2 separate regions of the Oryctolagus cuniculus genome follow, and region 2 is linked to region 1. A link is a contact called in public Hi-C data. All regions are on one chromosome and are shown on one strand. The core of a region is the stretch at or near the end of the contact, and the rest is flanking DNA. Distances in the headings are between cores, read along the strand shown. Region 1 has its middle 16 kb from the start of ABCA4. Region 2 overlaps ABCA4 (ATP binding cassette subfamily A member 4).

Region 1 (6,461 bases), core at 1,849-4,348:
TCACAGGAGACAGCACTGCCTGGAGGTCACGGAGACATGGCTGTGACATGTGTTCATACATGTTCGCAGAGCTTTCATTCTTCCTGGGCAACACAGGCTGTCTCGTGCAGGGCGTAGCTGTTTGTAGCTCGACCCTAGGAAAATTAGAACTTGTAAAGCTTAAAAACAATCTACATTCTAGACGATTCCTATGTATACTTTTTATATGGCTTCAAACACTTACATCAGAATTATGAAGAAGGAAAAGCAGCACCTTTTAAACTAGAACCAGCTTGTCTGGGTGGGAGCAGTTAACGTGAAATTCCAGAGAAGGAACAGCGGTGTCTGTAGCTTTTCCTGCTAACCAGATGCCATCGAATTTGTCCAGAACATCTTTGTGCTTGCCCTGAACGCTGCCAATTTTGCATTATGCTTCTGTCTTTCCATTTGTCTCTATGTCATATTTGATGCTGTTCGTCGCTGTGATATTTTGTCTAAGGTGTGTTATTACTACACGTCCTACGACAGGTGTGTTTACAACAGTAGTACCTAATGTAGACTAAAAGAATTCTCAGAAAGGGAAGACCATTTATATGATGTTTTCTTTTTTCAAAAAAATTATATTTATTTATTTAACTAATTTTCATATTTTTGCCATATTCACTTCATATGTAGATATTATATACATACACATACACACCACTTTTCTTGAAAGCAGGGGTATTAGTGTTTCATAATGTGCGATTTAACTCAGAGGGTTTCAACCTTGGGTCTGTGTTAAGGTCACCTGGAAGGGCCAGCCCTGTGGCGTAGCAGGTAAAGTCGCTGCTTGCACCTGTAGTACCGGCATCCCGTATGGGCACTGATTCATGTCCCAGCTGCTCCACTTACAATCCAGCTCTCAGCTACGGCCTGGGAAAGCTGTGGAGGATGGTCCAAGTCCTTGGGCCCCTGCACCCATGTGAGAGACCCAAAAGAGGCCCCTGGCTCCTGGCTTTGGATCAGCACAGCTCTGGCCATTGCAGCCTGTTGGGGAGTGGGCCAGTGGATGGAAGACCTCTCTCTCTGCCTCTCCTCTCTCTGTGTAACTCTGACTTTCAAATAAATAAGTAAATCTTTTTTTTTTTTTTTAAAGTTCACCTGGACAGGTTTACGAACTCATTTGCTTGCATGCTGCTCCCCAGAGCTCTGATTCAGTGGGTCTGGGGTTGAGGCCCACGCCGCACTACGTTGAAAAAGCTCTGCTAATAATTCTGACACCGCTGAGAGTGGAGAGACACAAATTCCACCCGCGGAATCCAGCGTTAATAGCCTGGCACACAGACATCCCTCAAAAACTGTTTACATAATTGGTGACCTGGCCCGAGACCAAGTTTATGAGACGTATGCCTTCACTGGAGAGGCCTCTGGCAGTCACCTCATCAGGTCGGCCCCACGGCTCTGAGCAAATAAAACGCTGCCAAAGCCACACCGCGCTTGCTTGAGCTGCGTCACTGGGGCCCATTATTGGTTCAACCCGGACAGGCCCAGCCTCTTCTGTAATTACATTTTTTTTCTTTTAGTTTCTAAGACTGCAGAAAGAAGACATCTTTGTTGTCACAAAACATTCTTTAAATCAGGGAATCTTTTTCCTTGAATTCAAAAGGAACAAATAACTGTGCAGTCAGATAACGCTGTACAGGAAGTGTCCCAGAGCTGAGCTGTGTGATTTAGCAGGTGAAAAGGCCCTAAGAGTTGTAGGTTTGGTTTTGGTGTGCTACGTTTGGTGATGTAATAGAATCAATGTCAGATTTTCTTGTTACAGACCAACTCCACTTTCGTTTGTAGCAAGCCTAAAAATAATTACCTGGACTTGAACAAGACAGCCTGAAAGCAGTCCCTGCCACTCCGGGGGAGACCGGCCTGTCTTCCTGGTCGCCTCTGGGATGCAGCTCAACGTTGGGCAAGCTAGTCACCTGCAAAGCTTGTTAAACACACAGATTCCTGGGCCCCACCTGCAGGAGGTCTCACTGAGTAGCCAGGCCAAGAAGCCTGGGACCCGGTACGTGTAACAAGCATTCCAGGGTGCTTCCATTTTTGTTTTCGTTTTAAGACACTGCTCTCTATATTTTTTAAATTATTGATTTATTCATTTATCTGTTTATTTGAGAGACAGAGAGAGGAGAACCTCATCCTTTCGTTTTCTCCACAAACGCCACTACAGCAGCCAGGGCTGGATTGGGGCAAAGCCAAGAGCCAAGAACTCCATGTAGGTCTCCCCCAGGGGTGGCAGGGGCCCGGCACTTGGGTTCTCTTCTGCTGTTTTCCCAGGGGCATTAGCAGGGAGCTGGATTAGAAGTGGGGCAGCCGGGATTTGCCCTGGCGCTCACACGGGATACCAGAGTCACAAGCAGCAGCTTTAACCTGCAGCGACACAGCGCCCGCCCTTGGTGTTAAAAAGCCAGAGACTTATATGCCCCTTGGAACATTCATTGCCGGCTCAGTCCAGGAGCGAATGCTCTCAAACCCAGCGGATGGAACTCTCTTACAAAAAGTGTGCAGAATATTTTCACGAACTCTACCCTTTGATCTGTAGGAAACAGATGCACTACAACAATGTACTTCCAATGCAATTCATAATGGAATCAGGAGAGATAACTACGAAACGATCTGGCACCCTAACAGCTCTCCGAGGCGGTTGGTCAACACCTGCGGTCGCAGGACAGTTCTGTTAGTTAGGCCAGTGCTCCGGGACGCAAACAGCCAAGCTTTGCTAGGGCGCCAGTGCCGCAGGCACTTCGCCGCCTGAGAAGAGGCACTGCTGGGGGAAGGCCCTGTGGCCGGCGCCTCCCGCCTCTGCCTGCCTCCGGCTCTCCTGCCTCTTGCCCTTCCTCTCAGTTTTGTCTTTGCCTGACCTGAGCAGTGGGAGGGAAATCTGGGCAGCGCTCTCAGAAGGGAGTCATGGACCATTTGCAAATAGGGCTGGGAGACACATTGACCTGCAGGGCCCCAGGGAGAAGCCCCCTCTTCAGAATGGAAAAAGGCATGGAAGGTGGTACAATGAATGCCATGTTTTTCGCCCTTTGGGTGCTCACCATGGTAGCGAAGGTCTACTGTGACGGCTTCTGAAGCCGGGAGGAATAGGAAATCAGTGCTGCTGGCACCCGCATTGGAACCGCAGACAAGCTGCCCATGTCTGCATGAGTCATCCAAAGGTCTGGGAGCTTTTTGCCATCCATCAGCACCGAGGGAGGTTAGAATAGAAATCAGTGACAAACAAATGACTCAGCTTTCCTTTGTAGAAAATGCTCCACTCCAGCTGCCCCGTTTCCCCGTTTGAATAAAAGGGACCAAGCCATGACCAACCAATGGTGGTTTGGGGTGGCGGGTGGAGAACCGGGTGCTGCTCCCCTGCCCGATGCACCGGGAACTTTCACAGCAGCTCCTGACATTATGTACAGGAAGGGGAGAGAGAAATCAGGAGGATTCAACCATGTACTTGTTTCCGGCTTTGTCCGAGACGTATGCGGCGGGAAGGAACGGGAAGGCCGGGCTTCCGCCCCGCTTTCTATTTGCACGCTCTGTGGCCTTGGCAGCTCACCAGCCGTCGGTGAGGGCGCTTCCTCCCCTGTGACAGGAGCACCAGGCCTGCACCGCAGGGTGTGGGGAAGCACAGGGGAGTCTGTGTCCCAGAGGTGATGCATATTTGCCCCCTACGGAACTGTCCAGAATCTTTGCTGCTGTGAAGGTTTGAAGAGGGGCAAAGTGTCAGAAATGAGGCAAGAGAGAGGAGAAACAGCAGGTGTGTGACTGGACACACCCGTTCTCCCAGGCGTGTTTTCATGGGTGTGAGGATGGATCTCTGATTTAAGAGGCTGATTGTGTCGCTGATTTCAAGACATTACGTGGCAAGTGCATCAACAGCAGTTTTGTTTGTTTGCTTGGTTTTGTTTTGACTAATTTCTAAGGAGAGAGAGAATCTCCCATCTGCTGATTCACTCCTCAAATCACCACTGTGGTTAAGACTGGACCAGGCCAAAGCGGAAGCCAGGAATTCCGTCCACGTCTCTCCTGTGGGTGGCAGGATCCCAACTACTTGAGCCACCACCCGCAGCCCACCAGGGTGCTCGTTAGCAGGAAGCCGAGCTGGGATGTGGACCCAGGCACTCTGATATGGGATGTGGCAGCCAAAGCAGGGTCTTCGTTGCTGCGCTGCATGCCTGTCCACACAACAGACATTTCCTACCAAGTGAGCGCGGGGCTGAGCTCTTTTCCCCCAGCCCTTCTTTCCACGCACTCTCATTTCATCACAGCCCTGTGATGTAGCCACTGTCAGCCAGAACTCTGATAGCAGATATATGATGCCCCGCTTCACAGATGACAAGTCTGATCCAAAAGGACATTTTGATCACTCACTTTGTGTGCAGTGGAATACAGTTTCAAACCCAGGTGTGTCTGACAGTACAGCTTAGGTGCATAACCACCAAACCCTTCAAGAGAATGGAGCCATACTCCTCTAACTGGAAAAGAAATCCGTCTTCTTCTGACCATTGGCCTTGACTTAAGATCCTGTCTTTGAAACTGACACAGCAACACAGACACACACACACAAACACACACACACACACACACATACACACACCTCCCACCTGGCCCCATCAACACAGAGCACCCTAAGAAGTGTGCTGTTAAGTGACTGACTCGGAGTCAGAGAGCTTAAATCCTGATTCCTGGCCCGTTGCTGGACAGTGTGTGTCTTTGGGTCAGGAATTTAAAATTCGCAGTAATTTCCTGTGGAATCATGTAGGGATCATCATGTCTGCTCAGCCCAGCTTACGGTGAGCGGTGAGGTTCAAGTGAGATGGTGCCCAGGGGTGTATTTTTAGATATGAAAGCAAAGAAGGCCTTCATTAAGAGTTTCTTCAACCAGACAGGGGCTGGGAGAAAGTTTGATAGGTGACCTAAGAAAAGAGAAGTCACTGTTAGCCCCCTGCTAGTAACAGCCACTCCTTTCATGATATGTTTGATTACCCAGAGTGGGTTGTGCCTGCTGGGGCACAAGGTGGTTGTAAGCGGTACAGGAACATGTATTTTAGTAGTTCTGTGCTCTGAAGTATTCTAGAAAAAATAGAAGAAACCTGCACTATCCCAGATTATTGCCTAGGATTCAGCTAAGCACAGAAACACTAAAATCAATCCAATAAGCGAAGTGTACATGTTCCATGAATACGGTCAACACAGTAGAAGTAGCAGGCAAACAATCTTAGGAGATACTGACAAAAGTTTGGTGTGTTTGACAACAAAGACTTATCTCAGAGGAGTTTGCCAGGCTCTCTTAATAATCTCTTTTGATCTCCTCGCGTCTTCAACAACAGTAATATTGGTCAAGGGGTCTGTTGACATTGTCCCCTGTGATCACCCCGTACCCCTCCCCACTGGTTCAATGCACCAGCCCCACAGGAATGGCCATTTGAGCCAAAGGGTTGTTTTAGCCCTTCCCTAAGACACACGCTTTTCCATCCTGTATTTTGTAGAAGATCCAAATGGGCTGCACCTTCTACACAGGGCATGAGTCCCTAGAGTCCTCCCTCGGTGTCCACGGGAAACTGGTTCTGGGACCACGACCCAGTACCAGGATCTGTGTGACTGCTTGATTATCTTATATAAAATGGGACAGTATGTAGGGGCCAGCATTGTGCTGCAGTGGGTTCAGCCCCCACCTGTGATGCTGGCATCTCTTATGTTTGTTGGTTCTACTCCCAGCTGCCCCACTTCTGATCCAGTTCCCTGCTAATGTGCCTGGGAAGACAGCAGAAGATGGTCCAAGTGTTTGGGCCCCTACACTCACATGGGAGACCTGGATGGAGTTCCAGGCTACCGGCTTCAGCCTGGCCCAGCCTCTGCCATTGAAGCCATTTAGGGAATGAACTACAAGATAGAAGACCTCTCTCTCTCTCACTCTCTTTCTTTGTGAGTGTGTGTGTGTGTGTGTGTCCTTCTCTCTCTGTCATTTTGCCTTTCAAATACATTAATTAAAATGATACAAAAAATAAAATGGTGTGGTATTTGCATATAACCTACACATCCTCCTGTATACTTCAAAACTTCTCTAGAGTACCTGTCATACCTAATACAATATAAATAGTTGTTACAAACTCCAAAGAGCTCATGGAAAACATGAATTATGAAAAAAACTATGCATGGAATTCAGCGTTTTTATAACCAAAATAAGCTTATCCTTGAACTCCATTTTTCTGCAAACTTGAAAATGCACATTGTGTGCACACGTTCAGTGCAGATGTGAACCCAGGGATACGGAGGGCCCGCTGTACTTTGAAAAGTGAGAATTTACTGTTGGTGTCTTAAACGCCTGGATCCGACATCTTTCAGAGGGAAAGCCGGGCGCTCTGGGGAGAGTTTGGAACAGCCCCGGCGGGATGGATTCCTCAGCTCAGCCCTGCGTGTTTGTCATTCTCCAGCGGCAAGTTGGCTGCTCAAGGCTC
Region 2 (6,461 bases), core at 1,664-4,163, 60 kb after region 1:
ATCTCATTCCTCGTCAGTATTCCCAGCTGACTTAGGCTCAGCCAACTTGGGAAACCCCCTGGTCGTCATCTGTTTTTCTGTAACTAAGCTGAGCGGAGCAGAGCAGCAGTGCGGGGCAGAGCACGTTGGAAACGAGCCCACTGTAGCAATGGCCACCTGCTGCCGTGGAGTCTCTGTTGAACATTCCTGTCTTCATAGCATTCAAGAAATGCATATCAGTGTGATGGGGTTGAAGTTGATAGAGAGTGTGAAAAAAATCCCCACGGCATAGCACCGCTCTGAGTTCTGGGTAGGAGTTCCAGAAGATGTCTCGCCTGTCTAGATAGCAAGTCTAAGCATTTGTGAACTAGCCTGAAGCAGATGGTCCACTTTATGTTAAGTGGGTATGAGGCCATTTGACCCTGGAACAGCCCCCTCACCTCTGAATGCTTTGACTAGATGGGCAACCTCATAATGGTAAAAGCCTCTTCTAAGACTGCCGTAAGGCTCACTGCTGTTGAAGCGATTCGAGATTCTGACTTAATTGCTGAAGCACAGACTGTGACCCCAGGCGTGGCTCACTGTGTGGACTGCACGTGGCACTCAGCTTCCCAGGGCAGGTGCTGGCGCGTGGACAGGGAGAGGGACGGCAGGTGAGCATCCCTTCCCACGGTGTGAGAACTGTCTTCAGGCTCATCTCACCGAATCCTGATGCTTTTAAAAACCCCCAAGTGCCCCTGAGAGTGAGAATATGGTATGCTTGGGGAATAAAAGTGGCACTGTTTTTATTTTGTATTTTTCCCTAAAGCAAAGCTAAATGGCATTACAGAAACCAAGATACCCCGGCAGCTCCTACAAACTTGCACGTGGTTCTCAGCATTACAGAGCAGTTTTCAAAGGATGAGGCCACCCTGTGCTACAGACACCTGTGTGCAGAGGAGGCGACCACCAGCCTCTTCATAGTGGGCACAGAATTTAACAAGTGTTTTCTTCAAGAATGGAGCCTTGATTCTATAGTTGCAGGAAACCTCTCTCTCTCTCTCCCTCTCCCTCTCCCTTTCTCTCTCTCCCTCTTCCTCTCCCTCTCCCTTTCTCTCTCTCTCTCTTTCTCTCTCTCACACACACGGAGAGAGAGAAAGAGAGATCACAAGCCACACATTTGAGGGAAAATAGAAGAGTTTACATTTGACAAAGTTAAACTAATAAGAGGATATTTTCCAAATATAAGAAACTACATTCTGAACTCTTTGGACAAAGAAATTGGCTCTGACCTTGACTTTCTGGAACAGAGCTGCTCCTCCATCCTTTTATTTCCCCAGATTTTCCAGCCCCATCTTGATAACAGACCCCAAGACCTGCTTGTGGTCCTAGGCTTCTCTGCATTTCCCCCAGCACACATTTCCAGGGAATTAAAGGAGACTGGAAAGCGCAGAGTGCTAGTGGCATGCTCTAGGACTCGCTCTGGGACTGTCTTTACGCCTTGTCCTCTTTGAGTCCCTGAGCAGATGGCCACAGGATTGGCTTTTCTTGCTTTCCACAGCAGGATGGATGAAGGATGGCTGAGAATACGCATGTTTTCTTTTAAAAGGTAGAAGTTGCAAGGACAGATACGGGGAAGTCTTGATTGAGACTGCCTTAAGCTAACTGGAAGCCTTCGCTTTGCCCTAGTTCGCCCATCGGCCGAGTGTTCAGGACTTGCTGTGGGTGACCAGACCTCTGCTGCAGGACGGCAGCCCGGAGAGCTTCCCACGGCTGATGGGCGCGCTGTCCGACCTGCTGTGTGGCTACCCGGAGGGAGGGGGCTCGCGGGTGTTCTCCTTCAACTGGTATGAAGACAATAACTATAAGGCCTTCCTGGGGATCGACTCCACGAGGAAAGACCCTGTCTATTCTTACGACAAGAGAACAAGTAAGTGTCCAGGGTCTTGTGTGCAGATCAGCCGCTGATGTTGGGTGTGATGAGAGTTTAACACCTCCAGGTGAGGCCAGTTCGGGGCGTTGGGCCTCTTTGGGTCTTGGGCAGACAGAGCGCTCCTGGAAGATCTGTTTCCCCTTGCAGACAGGGGCAACGCTCATGCAGAATACTGGGTGAGGGCTGCGGAAAGAATGGAGGCCCCTTGGGGAAGGGAGCAGAGGGGCGGCTTCCCACCGATGTAATTGAACCAGGGCTCAGTTCTAGAGGAAGGGAAGAGAAGAGTGATAGCAGAGGAGGCAATCCCCAGACGCATGCCAAGCTCGGGTCAGAAGGGCCTGGCACGTAAACACGGCTGGGGCCGGGGGGGAGGGGTTGTTTTCACAATCACAGTGCAATGAAAATCTGTGTGTGTTGTGTGTGGAACGGAATTGCATTCCACATGGCAAGTCCCTGGCAAGGAATGTGCCCCTTCTTCCACTTCTTTTTGGCTCCTGTGAGGTACATAAAGGAGGGTGGGGTGGGGAAGGAAAAGCAAGCGAGTGGCCTTCTAGTTAAAAATTGAAAAGAGGCAGCAAGGGACACACCAGAAGTTGTGGGGCCCGGAGACAGCTACACACAACAAAAAAGTTAAGCAGCTAATTGAAGGGAAATTGCGAGGCTAAAGCCGAGCTTGGGGCGGGGGGGGGGGGGGGGGCTGCTTAGCCACTCAGTTCCTTTCATCTGAGAATGGCCTCTGTCCCTTGCAATAATGGCAAGCGGCCTTCTCAGCCTCCCTGTTCTAAAGCAGCCTAACCCACAGGGCAAGCCCCTTCCTTTATTTCTCTGAGGAGGTCATGATCCAGAGGCACGGTGGCGTTTTGTTACTAACGATGAGCTCGCCCATGGCTGGGGCTGAGCCTGTTAACTCGGGTGACTGGCCAACTCCCCAGCGTGGGGTGGGATGGGACATGTGATCTGGCTCTACTAATCACTCTGCTCAGCTACCTCCGCCATGGGGAAGAGGGAAGAGGGGCTCCCATAAAACCTGTCCCTTCTCTCTTGCCAGCACCCTTTTGTAATGCATTGATCCAGAACCTGGAGTCCAGCCCTCTAACCAAAATAGCCTGGAGGGCCGCAAAGCCTCTGCTGATGGGAAAAATCCTCTTTACTCCCAATTCCCCTGCAACACGAAGGATACTGAAGAATGTAAGATCCCAGCCAGCCTCGTGGCTTCCGCCTCAGACCTCCGAGAAGGATGCGTGGTGCATGAGTGTGTGTGTGTGTGTGTGTGTGTGTGTAGGCACGTGTGCACCCTCCTGGCAGCCCGTCTCCTGATTGCTCTTTGCTAAGTGGACCTCCAGCCTCCCCACCCCCGGCCATAAGTGGAATGCTTGGCCCCAGTGCCCCTGCCCGGGCCCTCCCGTCTCCACCGCGGCTGACAGTCAGGGTTCTTTCCCTCTGCTTGAGTTATACCCCTCCTGGAAGGGATCATGCATCTCTGCATCCCTACTCCCCCAGAGCAAAGACAGACAGGAAAGGGGAGGAGTATTTCCCCAAATCTAGTCTTCGTGGGGCTCTGGGACAGTAGTGTCGTCAATATGGGGAATGGTAGGTGGTTCTGCAAAATATCTCACATGTCCTTGAGAAGCCTTTCCTGAGCTTGAAGGGTTTGGGGGGCAGGGTGGGGTGGGGTTAGAGGTAGAACAGGAAAGACACAGCCAAAGACCCTTCCTCACTTTATTCTCTTCCTTCTTGCCTCTGTCTCTGTCTCGTGGTCTCAGGCCAACTCGACTTTTGAAGAGCTGGAGCGCCTTAGGAATCTGGTGAAAGCCTGGGAAGAAATAGGGCCCCAGATCTGGTACTTCTTTGACAAGAGCCCACAGATGCACATGATCAGGGTATGGAGGGCATGGCAGGGCCAGGGAGAGGGGGACACAGGCTGGGGAGGCTCCACTTGTTTCCCTTTCCCTTGAAAGGGCCGATCACTGCTGTGGTTCAGTCAAAATATAACCAGCAGGGCCAAAGGCACTAGTTCTGAATGTGGACACCGTGACCAAGTGGAGCCCCCAGCTTTGGGAGGGAAGCATCTTTCGTAAATGGTGGAGGAGAGCTAAAAGCTGCCGCAGCTCCAGTGGCTTCCTGGGGTGCCTGCTTTTATGAATTCACATAGGGGCTCAGATTCCAAGGAGACTATCCCCCAAAGGGCTGGCTCTGGAACTTCCAAGATGGTTGAATGTGCCTCTCTGGGCTCATATGCAGCTTTGCAGTGCCAACACCAGAGCCTCAGAAAGCAGGGATAATGACAAGAGAACAAAAATTACACAAGGAAAAGTCCCCTATACACCGTGTTAGTGCCCCACGCCTGCCCCTCTCCCACCCTCCACACACCTTCCCTCTGTTATAGAGATCCATCTGTTGGGGCAATAGGGATAGAAATAGGTATGCGTTTGGTGGAAGAAAAGCTGCCAGCTGTTTAGGGAGGTTTAGAGTCTGTAACCCTCGCCCTTGAAGATTGGAAATGGCTAAGAATGAGACCAAAGGTCATGTGGGATTCTAAGCTGGGACTGTTTCCTCCTTCCCAAGAATACCCTGAGGAACCCAGCGGTGAAAGGTTTTCTGGACAGGCAGCTTGGTGAGGAAGGCCTTGCTGTTGAAACCCTGCTGAACTTCCTGCATAACGGTCCTCAAGAGAGCCAGGCCGACGACACGGCCAACTTCAACTGGAGGGACCTGTTCAACGTCACTGATCGCACACTACGCCTGGTGCACCAATACCTGGAGGTAAGGGGCAGCAAGGAGTCCACAGGGGACCCCTTGAAGATGGCCCCGTGGGTGTGGCCAGATCCCTTAGCAAGTGGTCTCAAGTTGAAGTTTTCATTTTCCCAGTGAAGAAGCAAGAATTCAGGGGCCGGCGCAGTGGCTGACTTGGTTAATCCTCCGCCTGCGGCACCAGCATCCCACATGGGCACCAGGTTCTAGTCCCAGTTGCTCCTCTTCCAGGCCAGCTCTCTGCTGTGGCCCGGAAAGGCAGTGGAGGATGGCCCAAGTGCTTGGGCCCTGTACCCGCGTGGGAGACCAGGAGGAAGCACCTGGCTCCTGGCTTTGGATCGGCGCAGCACTGGCCATGGCGGCCATTTAGGGAGTGAACCAATGGAAGGAAGACCTTTCTCTCTGTCTCTCTGTCACTGTCTATAACTCTACCTGTCAAATAAAAAAAAAAAAATTCCCCCAGTCCCCAGACAGGCATCTTCTCTAACAGCGTGATCTCGCCACACTTCCTGCTGCCAGCTGCCCTTGCCTCCTCCCTCGTGGATCCCTGAGAGAATCATCACTGTCCTAAAACCTCTCCTGTCTGCCACCACCTCAGTGCCCACCTACTGGCCAGGGCCCATCAACCTCCATGTTGCTGGAGGCTCCCACACATGAGTTCTCTTCAGAGTCAACATGTCCAAACACTAAACGTGCATTCTCCCTCCCTGTAAAACCTGTCCTCCTGCATTTCTTGTCCTGATCTAAAGCATCAGCATTTGTCCAAATTCTCAAGCTTGGAAAAAAATTTTTTTTAATTTGTTTTTATTCGGAAGGCAGAGAGAGAGAGACAGAGAAAGACAGATCTCCCATTAACTGGTTCACTTTCCAAATGCCCACAATAGCCGGGGCTGGGCCAGGCCAAAATCAAGAGCCAAGAACTCCATCTGGGTCTCCCATTATGGATGGGAGGGATCCAAGTAGTTGAGGGATCACCTGCTGCCTCCCAGGGTGTGCATTAGGCGGAAGCTGGAATCAGGAGCAAGCCAGGACCGGCACCTAGGCACGCTCATAGGGAATTCCGACAACCAAAGCAGCATCTAAACCTCAGGCCCAACACCCATTCCCAAGCTAGGGAATTTAGGGTCATCCTTGGTTTTCTTTCTTTGCCCTTCATACAAACAGCTATCACTCTCATTTACTGAGTGGTTCTTGGTGTCAACACTGTGCTAAGTACTTTCATGTATGTTACCTTCATTTATTTCATTTTTATTTTTAATATATTTTATTTTAATTGACAGAGTAATTATGCATATTTATGGGGTACCGTGTGCATTTTAATATATGTATACCATGTGTCATGATCAGACCAGGGTAATTGGCATATCTACTAACTCACACATTAATTTTTTTTTGTCATGGGAACATTCAAAATCCTTTCTACTCTTTTTGAAATAGTCAACTAATTGCTGCCAGCCATAGTTATCCTGCTATCGGACTTGACCCCTGTACCCGTTAACCAACCACTTTCCATCCCTCTCAGCCCTATACCCTTCCTAGGTTCTGACAGCCACAATTCTATCCTCCCCTTCTTTGCGACCACTTTTTAATTTCCACAAATGTGGGAGAACATGGATTGACTGATTTTCTATGCCTGATTTATTTAACTTAAAACAATGTCCACCATCCATGTTTCTGTGTTCTCATTCTTTTTTTTTTTTTTTTTAAGATTTATTTATTTATTTGAGAGGCAGAGTTACAGAGAGAGGGAGAGACAGGGAGAGAGAGAGATCTTCCATCTGCTAGTTCACTCCCCAAATGGCCACAATGGCCAGGGCTG

The links. A called contact is a pair of places that touch in the nucleus more often than the background predicts.
Region 2: a contact with region 1 is called in a Hi-C map of embryonic fibroblasts, with 1.7 times the contacts expected there. The contact joins two enhancer-like sites. A contact is called at or near these places in 4 of 6 Hi-C or Micro-C datasets (ear pinna, embryonic fibroblasts, skin fibroblasts and 1 more).

Annotation. Positions count from the first base shown.
Region 1 is chr7:76,523,058-76,529,518 of mOryCun1.1, forward strand. No RefSeq gene overlaps it. Among named protein-coding and RNA genes, the nearest start is that of ABCA4, 16 kb to the right of the region's middle. Within about 2 kb of position 3,099, at least 3 of the 8 cell types and tissues checked have an H3K27ac peak or open chromatin away from gene starts, as enhancers often do.
Region 2 is chr7:76,583,603-76,590,063 of mOryCun1.1, forward strand. ABCA4 (ATP binding cassette subfamily A member 4) reads left to right here. Exons shown (of 50, transcript XM_051857469.2): 8 at 1,648-1,888; 9 at 2,940-3,079; 10 at 3,655-3,771; 11 at 4,457-4,654. Among named protein-coding and RNA genes, the nearest start is that of ABCA4, 45 kb to the left of the region's middle. Within about 2 kb of position 2,914, at least 2 of the 8 cell types and tissues checked have an H3K27ac peak or open chromatin away from gene starts, as enhancers often do.